4 separate regions of the Mus musculus genome follow, and regions 2, 3 and 4 are each linked to region 1. The links are chromatin contacts, called in public ChIA-PET and Hi-C maps. All regions are on one chromosome and are shown on one strand. Each heading gives the region's core, a stretch centred on a gene start, on an enhancer-like site or on the middle of the called end of the contact. The rest is flanking DNA. Distances are from core to core; before and after follow the strand shown. Region 1 holds the start of Parp11 (poly (ADP-ribose) polymerase family, member 11). Region 2 has its middle 68 kb from the start of Ccnd2. Region 3 has its middle 62 kb from the start of Gm38404. Region 4 has its middle 42 kb from the start of Gm38404.

Region 1 (2,696 bases), core at 87-2,586:
CCAACTCCATATTGACATGTAAGAGATGGATACTGATGACACTTAATAGTTAACAGTGAACAGCGTGTATGTATGAACAGCTATCCCAATTTTGCTAAAATCACATCCAAACGTATACTTTCCTCTGCCCTGATCTGATGACAGTATTAGTGTATGAATCAAAACTATCTGGTAACTGTCATGATGGAATGGGATGGAATGGAACTACAATGTGGACTGAATCCCAATTCATGGGCTCATTTCTAATCAGGTACTAACTTTCAGACGTGGGAAAATTTACTGATAGACTTAACTGATAATACACTTAAGTAGGAAGTAGGTTACTGGTTTTGTGAGGGAAAGCAAAAGGGTTACTTCAAGTATTGACTTAGAGGGTTATTGAAGTCAAATTAATGGTTAGCTCAGCTTCTGAGGTAGTTTCACAAACTAAGTCCACAAATTTCTTGAAATGCGATTCTGCCCATCGACCCCGAAGTTTTAAGTTCAGCGTACATTTTTCTCACTATTACATTCCCATAACAAGATCTGAATACTCTTGACAAATAGATCTGAATCCTCATTCATGGCGGGTAGGAGTTTGAATGAACGAACGAATGAATGAACGAACGAACCAATGAATGAAAGCAAGTATTAAAAAAAAATGCCTGCAGACATAAGACCTACTGAAGGCAAACAAAGGATTCCAGATCATTGTTCTAACCACGGAAAGAAAACATTTAAGAACGTCATCCCCTGAAACTCATATAGAGGATCCTCCATGCTCTGTAGCTCCAAAAAGAAGGAGCAACGAGGGTGCGGGGGTCGAAAGGAACTAGCAGGTTCGAAAGCCAGTAACTTCAACTGGAAAGCAGAATACAAAATATAAAATGAGGGAAAAAAGCGAAGACAGAGAAGCCCCCGGAAGTAAAATCAACAATCGGGAAAGGAAAGCAACAGCGTAGAAGCGGCCACCGAACGCTCCCACGGCTCAAAGCTGCGAGTCCACGGCCCGCAGGAGGCCCCCGCGAAGCGGGACAGCCACGACCCCGGAACGCAAACCCCCAGCCTGAGGCACCGCGGGGGCGAGTTCCCGGGAACGCCTCCCCGCCCTTCTCAGGCAACCCCGCCCACTGGGCCCGCCCCGTCCCGCCGGCTACTCACCGGATTCGCTTCCCACATAACGGTGCGAAATCGAGCGGAGAGAGCCTGGGGGAGGGGCTAGCCGTGGGGTCGATATGGTGGGCTTTTTCCGAGGGTCCCCAGGAGCGAAAGGACCGAAAGGCACCCTTTACGGAAGCCTTCCTTCTCCCCCTCCCCGTCACAAGCTGGCGTCTTCGGACCATCGAACCTCCCGACTTCCGCCTGGATCCAGCCAATCAGTGGCGGTCCCGCCCACCGCAAACTCGCTCCGCCTCTATGGCGCCCTTGGAACTTCCGCGCGTGCTGTCGCGGGCCGCCTTTACCTGTGTGGTAAAGCTGTTTGAAGCCGGCCATCATACCCACCACGTGATCGTCAAGCGTGGCAGGCTGCGTTTCCTCCATGCAGAACCTACGTTTATTAAAGATCACCTTATACCGAGTTTAGTGGCCAACCAAGTACTAGGCCTGAGAAGCACAACTCGACCAATGGCTTAAAGGTTAAAGCTTCAAACCTCTTTGTTGTTTGCAACATCCTCGAATTGGAGGTGATGATAGTTCTACCTGAGGGTGTAAATGAGCTTGCTGAAATCAGGTGCTTAGGTGTTTGCAATCTAGAAAATAATAAATAAATAAAGGGAGCTATTGGCCACGTGTCACTGGGCTTGGACGTGAACACTGACCAATATGTTGTCCCTGTCCTCGTGGATTTTAGAATCGACAGAAGAAAGCAAAAAGTAATTTGGAAACGCAAGAATGTAAAAACGTGAAATTTTAGACAGCATGGCAAATATGGAGGTTTCCAAGCAGGTTTACCTGAGTGCCTTGAATGCTAAGGCCTCAAATAGGTTCTTACACCGGTCACAAAAGAGGTACGATGGAAGAATATTCTTAAAGGCAAAGAAGTAGTGTGAGACTATAGGTGTATTTTTAAAAATAGGTCAAAGAATGACCACAGATTCAGAACCTGATTGTTTTTTACATTTTAATATATTTTTCCATTCCCATGTGTATGAATCTATTTCTTCAGACTATAGCATTCCATAGTTTACATGTTACACACATATCTTAAATAATCTACTGTGAGAGACACAAGTTACTATGTAACAAAAATTACTATAATCACTATTTTTGTTCAGACATTCATTAACCTCTTTGGAACGAATTCTTAGAAATGATACTGTTCAATAAGAAATTCTAAAAATTGTTGCCAAATGGTTAACCAGTTGCCCAAATACTTATTGCATAGCATAATTATTTTTTCTTACTACTTTGAAGTACATTTGCTAAATTTGCATGCATATGCATATATACATATATTCCTGAATATTCTTATCTGCTAATCCTCTGCTTATTCCTATGCTTTGCCATGCTATTATAATGTATAGATTCCTAATGTACTTGCTCTTTGATAAGAAATATCTCCTAATTTTCTTTTTCAGTTTTTTTCAAAATAATGAGTTCTCATCCAGAACACACTTCTTCCTGTATTTCAGGCCATGTGTCGGGAGTCGGGCTGGGCTGGGTATATGAACCCAGAACCTCACACATGCTAAACACCTCTTCCACCACTGAGTTAT
Region 2 (2,696 bases), core at 63-2,562, 230 kb after region 1:
TACTCATGGGCTAGGTGTGGTGGTGTTTAATCCCAGTATTTGGGAGGCAGAGGCAGGCATAACAAAAAGAAAGTACTAAGATGGATACACACACACACACACACACACACACACACACACACGTGCACGTATACTACAAACTTGTATGCATGATCGCCCCCCAACACACACACACACACATACGCACAAAAGACAGACACCTCTTTCCTCCCAGTTTTGAAAGCCAAAAGTCCAAAAGGGAGGTGTGACAGGGATACATCCTCCTGAACCTCTCAGGGAGGGATGCACTATCCTTGTTTCTTCCTGTCTTTGGTGATTTGCTGAGAATCCTCAACCTTGCTCACCTCAGTGAGCTCTCCTCTCCCTCACCAGCTGCACAGCACCCTGCCCTATGCGTCTGTCTCTTCTTCCTCTCTTCTTCTTTCCCAGCTACCAATAGTATTACATTAAGACCACTGGGCTGGAAAGATGCTCAACAGCTAGGATCACATACTGCTCTCTCACGAGACTGGGATTCAATTCCCAGCACCTACAAGATGGTTCACAACCATCTCCAATTCCATTTCTAGGAAATCCAGTGCCCATTTCTGGCCTCTGAGCGCCCCAGGCAAGAATGTGGTGCACAGACATATGTGCAGGCAAACATTCATATGTATAAAATAAATAAATATTAAAAAAAACAACAAAAACCCTACACCAGCAATGGTCTCAGCTAATTCTACCTACAGTCCCCCTACTTGCAAATGGAGTCATGTTCTGAAGTGTTGGGGGTCAAGACATACACATCCTTTGCTTCTTATGCATTTAATAAAGGGATCTCTGCAAGAAGGAAGCAGAGGCAGGTGTGGTCTACAAACGGGAGGTGTGGTCATTCCCTTACGCCCACTCACTACAGTGTTGTCTTTGCTGTGCTTTCCGAGTTGCTCACTTTCATTCTTTCTCAACAGGAATCCCTGCGAAGTAAGTCATTTCCATGTGTACTCAGTAAAACCCGAATTCAGCAAAATGTCTGCTCTCATCAATTCCGAGTATTTTACCAACACCCAGGCAAGAGATCTCCGTTCTTTGAATATTACCCCAGTCCAATAATAGAGCATAAAATACCATCATCCCTTGGTCAGGGATGCGGAGACTGAGGCTCAGAACGAGTATGTGGCAAACGCTCACACGACTCTCCCACGCCCAGAATTTGGCTCCAGAGGGATTTCACGTCTCATGACAAAGCAAGCACATTTTCATTATGTTCACATTATAGAACCATGTGTTCATCGTAAGTGCTTTCGGAGGAGGGAGAATGAGATGTGGGGGAAATGGTCCAGAGTCTCTGCCCCATCCCAGATACTTCCAGGCTGATCCCCTCCCAGGGGCCCCCTCCTTCTCTCTGACGTCTGCTCTCAACATTTTCTCTCAAATGTGTGCATCTCTGACTATTTTTAGTGCTTGTTTTTTATTTACATAAAGAGAATCTCCTCCTCCAAGTTGCTTTGGTACTGACATTTTCCACTTAACAACACCCTGGAGATTTTTTTCCCCATGTCAGCAATGTTCATACCCATCCTGAATGTTACAGAACAACAGAAGGACCCGTTTCTGTTGCTGCTGCCGGGTGTCCCTCCTGACCCGCACCTGTGCTCCAGCTAGCCTGTGGATTTTCAATTTCCCCCCTTTCTCTGTTTCTTTCTTTTTTTCTTTTTGGTGGGGGATGGGTAGGAGAGGTTTGGGGCTTGAATTTACAACCTTCCGCTTGCTAGACACACATTCTACCATTGAGCTGTGCCATCGGCTCCACAGTTTATGCTGATTTGGAACAAGGCCCTGAGTTCTAAAAGGTATGGGCTTCTCCCTTTCATCTCGATCGCTGTCCAGTGTTTCGGAACACAGACCTGCTGTGGCTGAGGAGATGGCTCCATGGGTAGAACCGCCTGTAAAGTGCAGGCATGAGGACCTGAGTTCGAATCTCTAGCACCACATAAAAAGCTGTGGCTGGTGTCTGTGATCCCTGGGCTGGGACAACAGAGACCGGAGAATCCCTGGAGCTTGCCGGACAGCCTAGTCTAATGCATGAAGCCAGATCCCAGTAAGAGATTTTATTTCAGAACACAAGGTGGACTGTCACTGTCATGTAATCCTGTGCTTCTGCTGCTGTCCTTTAAAGGTGAAATGCTCTCCACAGGTTCAGGTGTCTGAACGCTTTGTCCCAGCTAGCGGCTGTTTGTGGGATGTTGTGGAACCTTTAGGAGGTGGGACATGGCTGGAGGAAATCAGTCATCCTGGCATGGAGCCTTAGGGACTTATGGCTCCTGGCTTCCTGTATCAGCATCTGCTTCTTTTCTGGCTCCACTACAGTGGACTGAAATCTTCAGAGCCATAAACCAAAATGGGCCTTTTGTCCCCTGTCATTCTGTCGGGCGTTTTGTCACAGTCTTGATAAAAAGTTTCATAACTCATACCAGTACTCTTGGGTCTTCAACCTGCCCAACAGGACAGTCCCCAGCAGATGAGACCTTCCATAAGACCGTCTGCCCCCAGGAGAGACACCCAGGATTCATCCTGCCCTGCAGTGGGATCCCTCAAAGGAGGCCCAGCTCTCTAGATCTCTCCATACACCCCTCTGTCACTACAGACACCCCTCTAGGACAGTGGCTTTTCACCTAGATAATGCTAAACAAATCTCAGCTTGGGCCTGAGCTGGGATT
Region 3 (2,696 bases), core at 81-2,580, 210 kb after region 1:
TTCCCAAAGGCTATGTTCATAATGCTTTGAGGCCAGACTAGGTTGGGTGGCTGGACTCCTGGGGCCCTCGTGTGTTGAGAGTCCTACCTATTCCACCTGATGCCTCTGGTGGCTGCCTTATGGTCGGGCTTATCTGAGTGGGCTGTGGAGAGTGCTTGTATACCTAGGGAAAGTTGTATCAAGCATTCAATCCTGCTGAAACTGATGCTTTGTGGATGGAAGTCAGCCATTACCGTTTTCTTCTTGAGCCTACCAATGGTCTACAGCATTGTCCTAAAGGCAGAGGGAGTCTTTCATAAAGATCCTATCTGGGCTGTCTCCTTTGACCCTCCCACTGTGGGCTCACCGTCCACATGTCTGTCCCCGTCAGCACCTCACTAACCTCTGTGAAGGGGTCAGATCTATGGCTAGGGACTCTGAATAGGGAGCCGTATAATTTATTATCCCATCCAAGATTCTCTAGAGTGAAAGGGTCAGCCATTAATTATGTAGACAGCAGGCATAAACCAGGACTTTTCCCAGGCAGAGGGACATGCTGACCACCCTGGCCCTGAGTTTGGAGTCAGACACGCTACCGTTGCGCAATGAGGTCACCTGGCCCTGAGTTTAGGTTTCTACAACTTAGTCCTTGGCCAGCCCAGAGCAAATTTAGCTCTTTGTTTTGAATTCAAATTTCTTTTTCTAAAAAAATAAAAATAAAACAAAAATAAAAAGCCTACCAAGACAAAATGCCCACCTGGAACATGGAGGGTATGAGAGGATCTAAGCCTTCTTAAAAAAACAAAAACAGAAACACAGGAGTTATTGAAGACGGGGGTTCAAAATAAGAGGACACCAAGCTCTGGAGACACTAGACCAGTGGATCAGAGTCACCCTGAGGATTCACAAGTGACCCATAGATATCCCAGCTGACAATCTTGCACTTGGGCCATGGTGAATCCCATGAGAATTATGGGGTAAAGTGCCAGGAACAGAGAATTCCTGCTCGCTCTCACATGGTGGTCTTTCCCTAACCTTCAAGACCAAGCTAACTCTCAGTCACCTCTAAAGACCCAGTATCAGCAGGTACACAGTGCAGTCAGCCAGTGTCTAAGACCCAGCTGGGGCTGTATAGATCCACTCAGACTGGCTTTCATAGCATAGGGGGTCTTGGAGAAGGGCCCAAGCTCACCCAGGTTTGGTGTCAATCCTTGGATTCACTGAGCCCATTCAGGCAGGTTCATCTGTTTACCTCCTGGAGGCCTGGGTGAGAAATCCTGTTAGGGACAGATCTGACTGTTGACTGGTTTCGTCTTGATGGAATGGAAACTGAAAGTGAAAGCCAGCCCACTTCTGCACCTTCTGCCCCAGTAAGCCTGGGGCGTGGCTGCTCCTTCAGAGCCTCACCCTTCCCAGCCCAACTCTGAACCCTTATAAAGCCTGGGTTGAGGGGGGCCCACTGTGCAGTGCCACAGACCTTTGCACGTTCCCTCCCCACACCCCATCCACCCTCCACTGCCTCATAGAAGCCACAGGCAGGAGTCCCTAGGCACTTCTGGAAGAGATGGCACTCCTATGACTAATCTACATTCATTCCTTTTTACAGGACTGACTCTACTAATTAGATAAGAAACAATTATTCTGTTTGGAGAATTGATCCAAGACATAAACAATAGCTAAATATCTGAGTGTGTATTATGTCAATTCTACAACGGCTTACTACCCTTCAAGTTAAAAACATGGAAATGCATTGGAAATGTAATTGAGGAAAATATGTAATAATAATAATAATAATAAAAACAAAACAAAAAACATGGAAATGGTCTGGAGCCCTGACTGCTCTCCTAGAGATCCTGAGTTCGATTCCCAGCAACCACATGGTGGCTCACAACCATCTGTAATGGGATCTGATGCCCTCTTCTGGTGTGTCTGCAGAGGATGACAGTGTATTCACATACATTAAACAAACAAACAGAACACACACACTCCCACAGCTGGGAGATGGCTCAGTGGAAGTAGGCTTGAGGCCCTATGTTCCATACCCAACATCACACATGAGAAACAAATGTCAACAAAAATACAGCTGTGGCCAGATATGGTGGCACAGGCCTCCCAGCAGTAGGGAGGCAGAGGCAGGTGTTGTGTATCTCTGTGAGTTTAAGGTGAGCCTGGTCTACACAGTGGGACTTTGTCTCAAAGAAGGAAGGGAGAGAGGGAGGGAGGGAGGGAGGGAGGGAGGGAGGGAGGGAGGGAGGGAGGGAGGGAGAGATTCCATTTTGTATGTATATTGATGTTTTGCCTACATGTATGTTTGTGCATAACATGCATGCAATGTTCAAAGGCCAGAAGAGTCATCAGGTGTCTTGGTACTATAGTTACAGGTGGTTGTGTGCCACAATGGGTGCTGGGAATCAAAGGATTCCACAGATTCAACACAATCCCCACCAAAATTCCAATGGCATTTTTTTTACAGGACTAGTCAAAACAACCCTAAAGTACACACAGAAACATAAAAGACTCCACATAACCAACAGAGTCTTCCACAGGAAGAACAACTCCTTTGTAACAAAGCAACATGTCTCTGGGATGGAAACAATCATGTAGCCCAGTAGAGGATTCAGAAATAAGCCAGCAGAACTGTGGACTCCCAATGTTTGTCAAAGGAGTCAAAAACATATCAAGGAAAAGTGAACTGCAGCTTCTTTAACAAGCAGAAT
Region 4 (2,696 bases), core at 86-2,585, 190 kb after region 1:
ACTCATCTGATGTGAAGCCCAGGGAGTCTGTGTAACAAACTAAGCATTCAGGAGGGGACAAGAACCTGGTGGCCTTTTCATTTTCCACTACAAGGGGCTACAGAAGAGAAGGCAGGGAAAGGAGAAAAAAACCTCTCCCTACCAGTCTCTTCTTCTTCCTTTGTTTCCAAGTCAGGGGTCATGTCTGCCCTACCTGTCACTGTCTTCATCCTGTGAGGACTGTCATCCTGACAGACTCTGTATTCCCCGAGGAGGCAAGCCTCTAGGCACACCTGGGAGGGATTTCCTAGATTGGGCTAGCCTCATGCTCTGTGAGCCACTCTCTTCATTAGATTGAGGTGGGAAGACTCACCCTGAATATGGGTGTCACCGTCCCCTGGCCTGGGTCCTGGGCTGAATAAAAAGGAGATATCAAGCCAAACACAACGTTCATCTGGCTTCCTGCTCTCTGACTCTGCCGGTACAATGTGATCAGTTGCCTCAAGCTTCCGACTCCCCTGCCCTGATGGATTGCACCCTGCAACTGTGAGCCAAAGTCTTTCCTTCCTTCCTTAAATTGCTTTTGTCGGGGTATTTTGTCATAGCAGCAGAACGGTAACTAGCACGCCCCCTACTGGCCACAAATCTATAACACCCACCGCTGCTGGAAGCCATCATTCTCTCTCAATAGTGGCAACTGCTCTGCTGGCGGCCAGCATCACTCTGCCTTAGAAACCGAATCTTTCACTTTGGGCCATTCAGTGTTTGCAGTAACTCCGCTCTGGGAGTGTTTTATGATTGTCCCTTCAACAAGCAGAAAACTGCGGACCAGCAAAATAAGACAAAGCCCTCCAGCTTGCTTTCCCACTACATAGACATACAGGCACCCCTTGGAATGATTTCCACAGGGAAATTTCGAGGAACCCAGGCACCCTCTGCTACCTCCTGATGAACAGGAGGGGCACACTGGCAGGCCACAGCACAGTGAACTGCCCCAACACCCCATGGGAAGGGCCGTGAGGTGTTCCCTCCAGAATGTTGACTGTCATTTCCCCTGGCTTAATTGCAAGGCAGGCATTAACGGACCCAGAGAGTCAGCGTCCTTCACAGTCGCCTGCAGAAGCGCTGGAATTTCTGAGCTTCCTCAGAGATGAGCAAGGTCCTGGGGAAAAGGGCTGGGGAGGGGGGGAGGCGCGGGGAGTCCAGGGGCCAGTGCCCCTCAGGTCGGTATTCCGGAAACATCCCGGTCACTTTGGATTCGGCAGCGCAGGAAGGAAGGTTCTTGTTAGCGCCCAGTTTCCTGTGGGCAGGAGGATGATCTCAAACAGCTCCCAGCGCCTGGGCCGGCAGCCAGCTGTCTTGGATGGTCAGAAGGTGAAATTTGAATGCTGGTGAATGGGAGAGCGGAAGTTCAGCAAGACTGAGCTGAGCCCCATTCATGAAAAAGATCTAGTCTCACTTCCTTATTGCCAGGAGTCGTGTGTGTGTGTGTGTGTGTGTGTGTGTGTGTGTGTGTGTGTGTGTGTGTGTGTGTGTGTGTGTTGTCTGCTCATGGGAGAGCGAACAACTACTTTCTGTCTCATTTCTTCCCCAGACTCCCACTCTTCCTTTTTTTTTTTTTTTTCCTGTCTCAAAATACGAAGCTTATCCTCAGGAAACTGCCAAAAAATGTGTAGCTGGTCTGTGGTTTGCCAAAAAAACGAAAGAAAAAAAAAAGATAAATTCATGCAAAAAGCAGCATCCCACTTCCCCAAGCCTGCGAGCTCTCCCTTCTCTGAGTCTGTCTCTGTCTGTCTTTCAGTCTCTCCACTCTCTGTGTCTCTGTCTTTCTCTTCTCTTCTCTTCTCTTCTCCTTCTCCTTCTCCTTCTCCTTCTCCTTCTCCTTCTCCTTCTCCTTCTCCTTCTCCTTCTCCTTCTCCTTCTCCTTCTTCTTCTCTCTCTCTCTCTCTCTCTCTCTCTCTCTCTCTCTCTCTCTCTCTCTCTCTCTCTCTCTTCCTCTCCTTGTGGTCCTCTATTCCAGCCCCTCCTAGCTTAGAGTGGTAAAATTAACCCCTAGGGGGTGCTGGACTGTGAACTACGGTAAAGGCTGACCCCAGGGAACCATTCTGAAGCTAAACATGGGCTTTCTCTGGGTAAAAGTTCATGGCCATACAAGGCTCTGGGAGGCCCACCGTGAGCAGCCAAGCACCCAGTCAGCCACACTTACTCCCAGAATCACTGGAACCTTGCAGCCATTTGGGTAAGAGCATGATGACCCCAAAGTCCTCGAAAGGGCGAGAGAGAGAGAGAGAGAGAGAGAGAGAGAGAGAGAGAGAGAGAGAGAGAAACAGAGAGAGGGCGATGTGAAACTCCCATACTTGTCTCTTGGGTCTCAGTCAAGAAATGCTTAGTGAGCATCCCTAACTTCACAGCAACGTTGGAGGTGGTGCACCTGCCACCACCGTTGAGGGCACTTCTTGGGCATAGCAGGTGGAAGGGCACTACGGTACTTTCCCCACCTGTAGCCAACGTTCTTTGTTGTTGACACCCCAAGAAACCTCAGTCTTGTTGATCCTGTGCCTTTATGACAATTCTCACTCATGACAACCTCTCAGGGAGTGTGGAAAGGGATGCTATGAGTACTAATATCTTCAGTCCACTGGTGACCCAACGCCGTTTAGATGTCAGGGATTTCTAGACTCCTATCTTTTGTGTTGTTCAAGTAGTACTGACAACTT

What was found. A called contact is a pair of places that touch in the nucleus more often than the background predicts. ChIA-PET counts read pairs in DNA pulled down with a chosen protein or histone mark.
Region 2: a contact with region 1 is called in a Hi-C map of cortical neurons, with 2.6 times the contacts expected there. The contact joins the enhancer-like site here to the promoter of Parp11 in region 1. A contact is called at or near these places in 6 of 39 promoter capture datasets (the C10 cell line, the HPC-7 cell line, cranial neural crest and 2 more), 2 of 484 Hi-C or Micro-C datasets (both in cortical neurons), 4 of 115 datasets of contacts at active chromatin or transcription factors (T-cell acute lymphoblastic leukemia, astrocytes, large pre-B cells and 1 more) and 1 of 9 other capture datasets (liver).
Region 3: a Hi-C map of CD8 T cells shows a contact between it and region 1, with 2.6 times the contacts expected there. The contact joins the enhancer-like site here to the promoter of Parp11 in region 1. A contact is called at or near these places in 10 of 39 promoter capture datasets (the 3T3-L1 cell line, the C10 cell line, the HPC-7 cell line and 6 more), 2 of 15 datasets of contacts at CTCF or cohesin (CD8 T cells and pro-B cells), 13 of 484 Hi-C or Micro-C datasets (B cells, CD4 T cells, CD8 T cells and 6 more), 10 of 115 datasets of contacts at active chromatin or transcription factors (the 230-238 cell line, CD8 T cells, the SCID.adh cell line and 6 more) and 3 of 9 other capture datasets (adipose tissue, liver and macrophages).
Region 4: a contact with region 1 is called in an RNA polymerase II ChIA-PET map of memory CD8 T cells, with 245 read pairs. The contact joins the enhancer-like site here to the promoter of Parp11 in region 1. A contact is called at or near these places in 24 of 39 promoter capture datasets (the 3T3-L1 cell line, 3T3-L1-derived adipocytes, the C10 cell line and 16 more), 4 of 15 datasets of contacts at CTCF or cohesin (CD8 T cells, embryonic stem cells, large pre-B cells and 1 more), 62 of 484 Hi-C or Micro-C datasets (B cells, the C10 cell line, CD4 T cells and 34 more), 18 of 115 datasets of contacts at active chromatin or transcription factors (the 230-238 cell line, astrocytes, bone marrow-derived dendritic cells and 11 more) and 4 of 9 other capture datasets (adipose tissue, embryonic stem cells, liver and 1 more).

What each region holds. Positions count from the first base shown.
Region 1 is chr6:127,452,267-127,454,962 of GRCm38.p6, reverse strand. It overlaps Parp11 (poly (ADP-ribose) polymerase family, member 11), which reads right to left and starts at 1,336. Exons shown (of 9, transcript NM_181402.4): 1 at 1,141-1,336.
Region 2 is chr6:127,217,822-127,220,517 of GRCm38.p6, reverse strand. No RefSeq gene overlaps it. Among named protein-coding and RNA genes, the nearest start is that of Ccnd2, 68 kb to the right of the region's middle. Within about 2 kb of position 1,312, at least 11 of the 459 cell types and tissues checked have an H3K27ac peak or open chromatin away from gene starts, as enhancers often do. A contact at or near this core is called in cortical neurons, where this site is marked.
Region 3 is chr6:127,244,660-127,247,355 of GRCm38.p6, reverse strand. No RefSeq gene overlaps it. Among named protein-coding and RNA genes, the nearest start is that of Gm38404, 62 kb to the left of the region's middle. Within about 2 kb of position 1,330, at least 150 of the 459 cell types and tissues checked have an H3K27ac peak or open chromatin away from gene starts, as enhancers often do. A contact at or near this core is called in the 230-238 cell line, B cells, CD8 T cells and 15 more, where this site is marked.
Region 4 is chr6:127,264,925-127,267,620 of GRCm38.p6, reverse strand. No RefSeq gene overlaps it. Among named protein-coding and RNA genes, the nearest start is that of Gm38404, 42 kb to the left of the region's middle. Within about 2 kb of position 1,335, at least 175 of the 459 cell types and tissues checked have an H3K27ac peak or open chromatin away from gene starts, as enhancers often do. A contact at or near this core is called in the 230-238 cell line, B cells, CD8 T cells and 30 more, where this site is marked.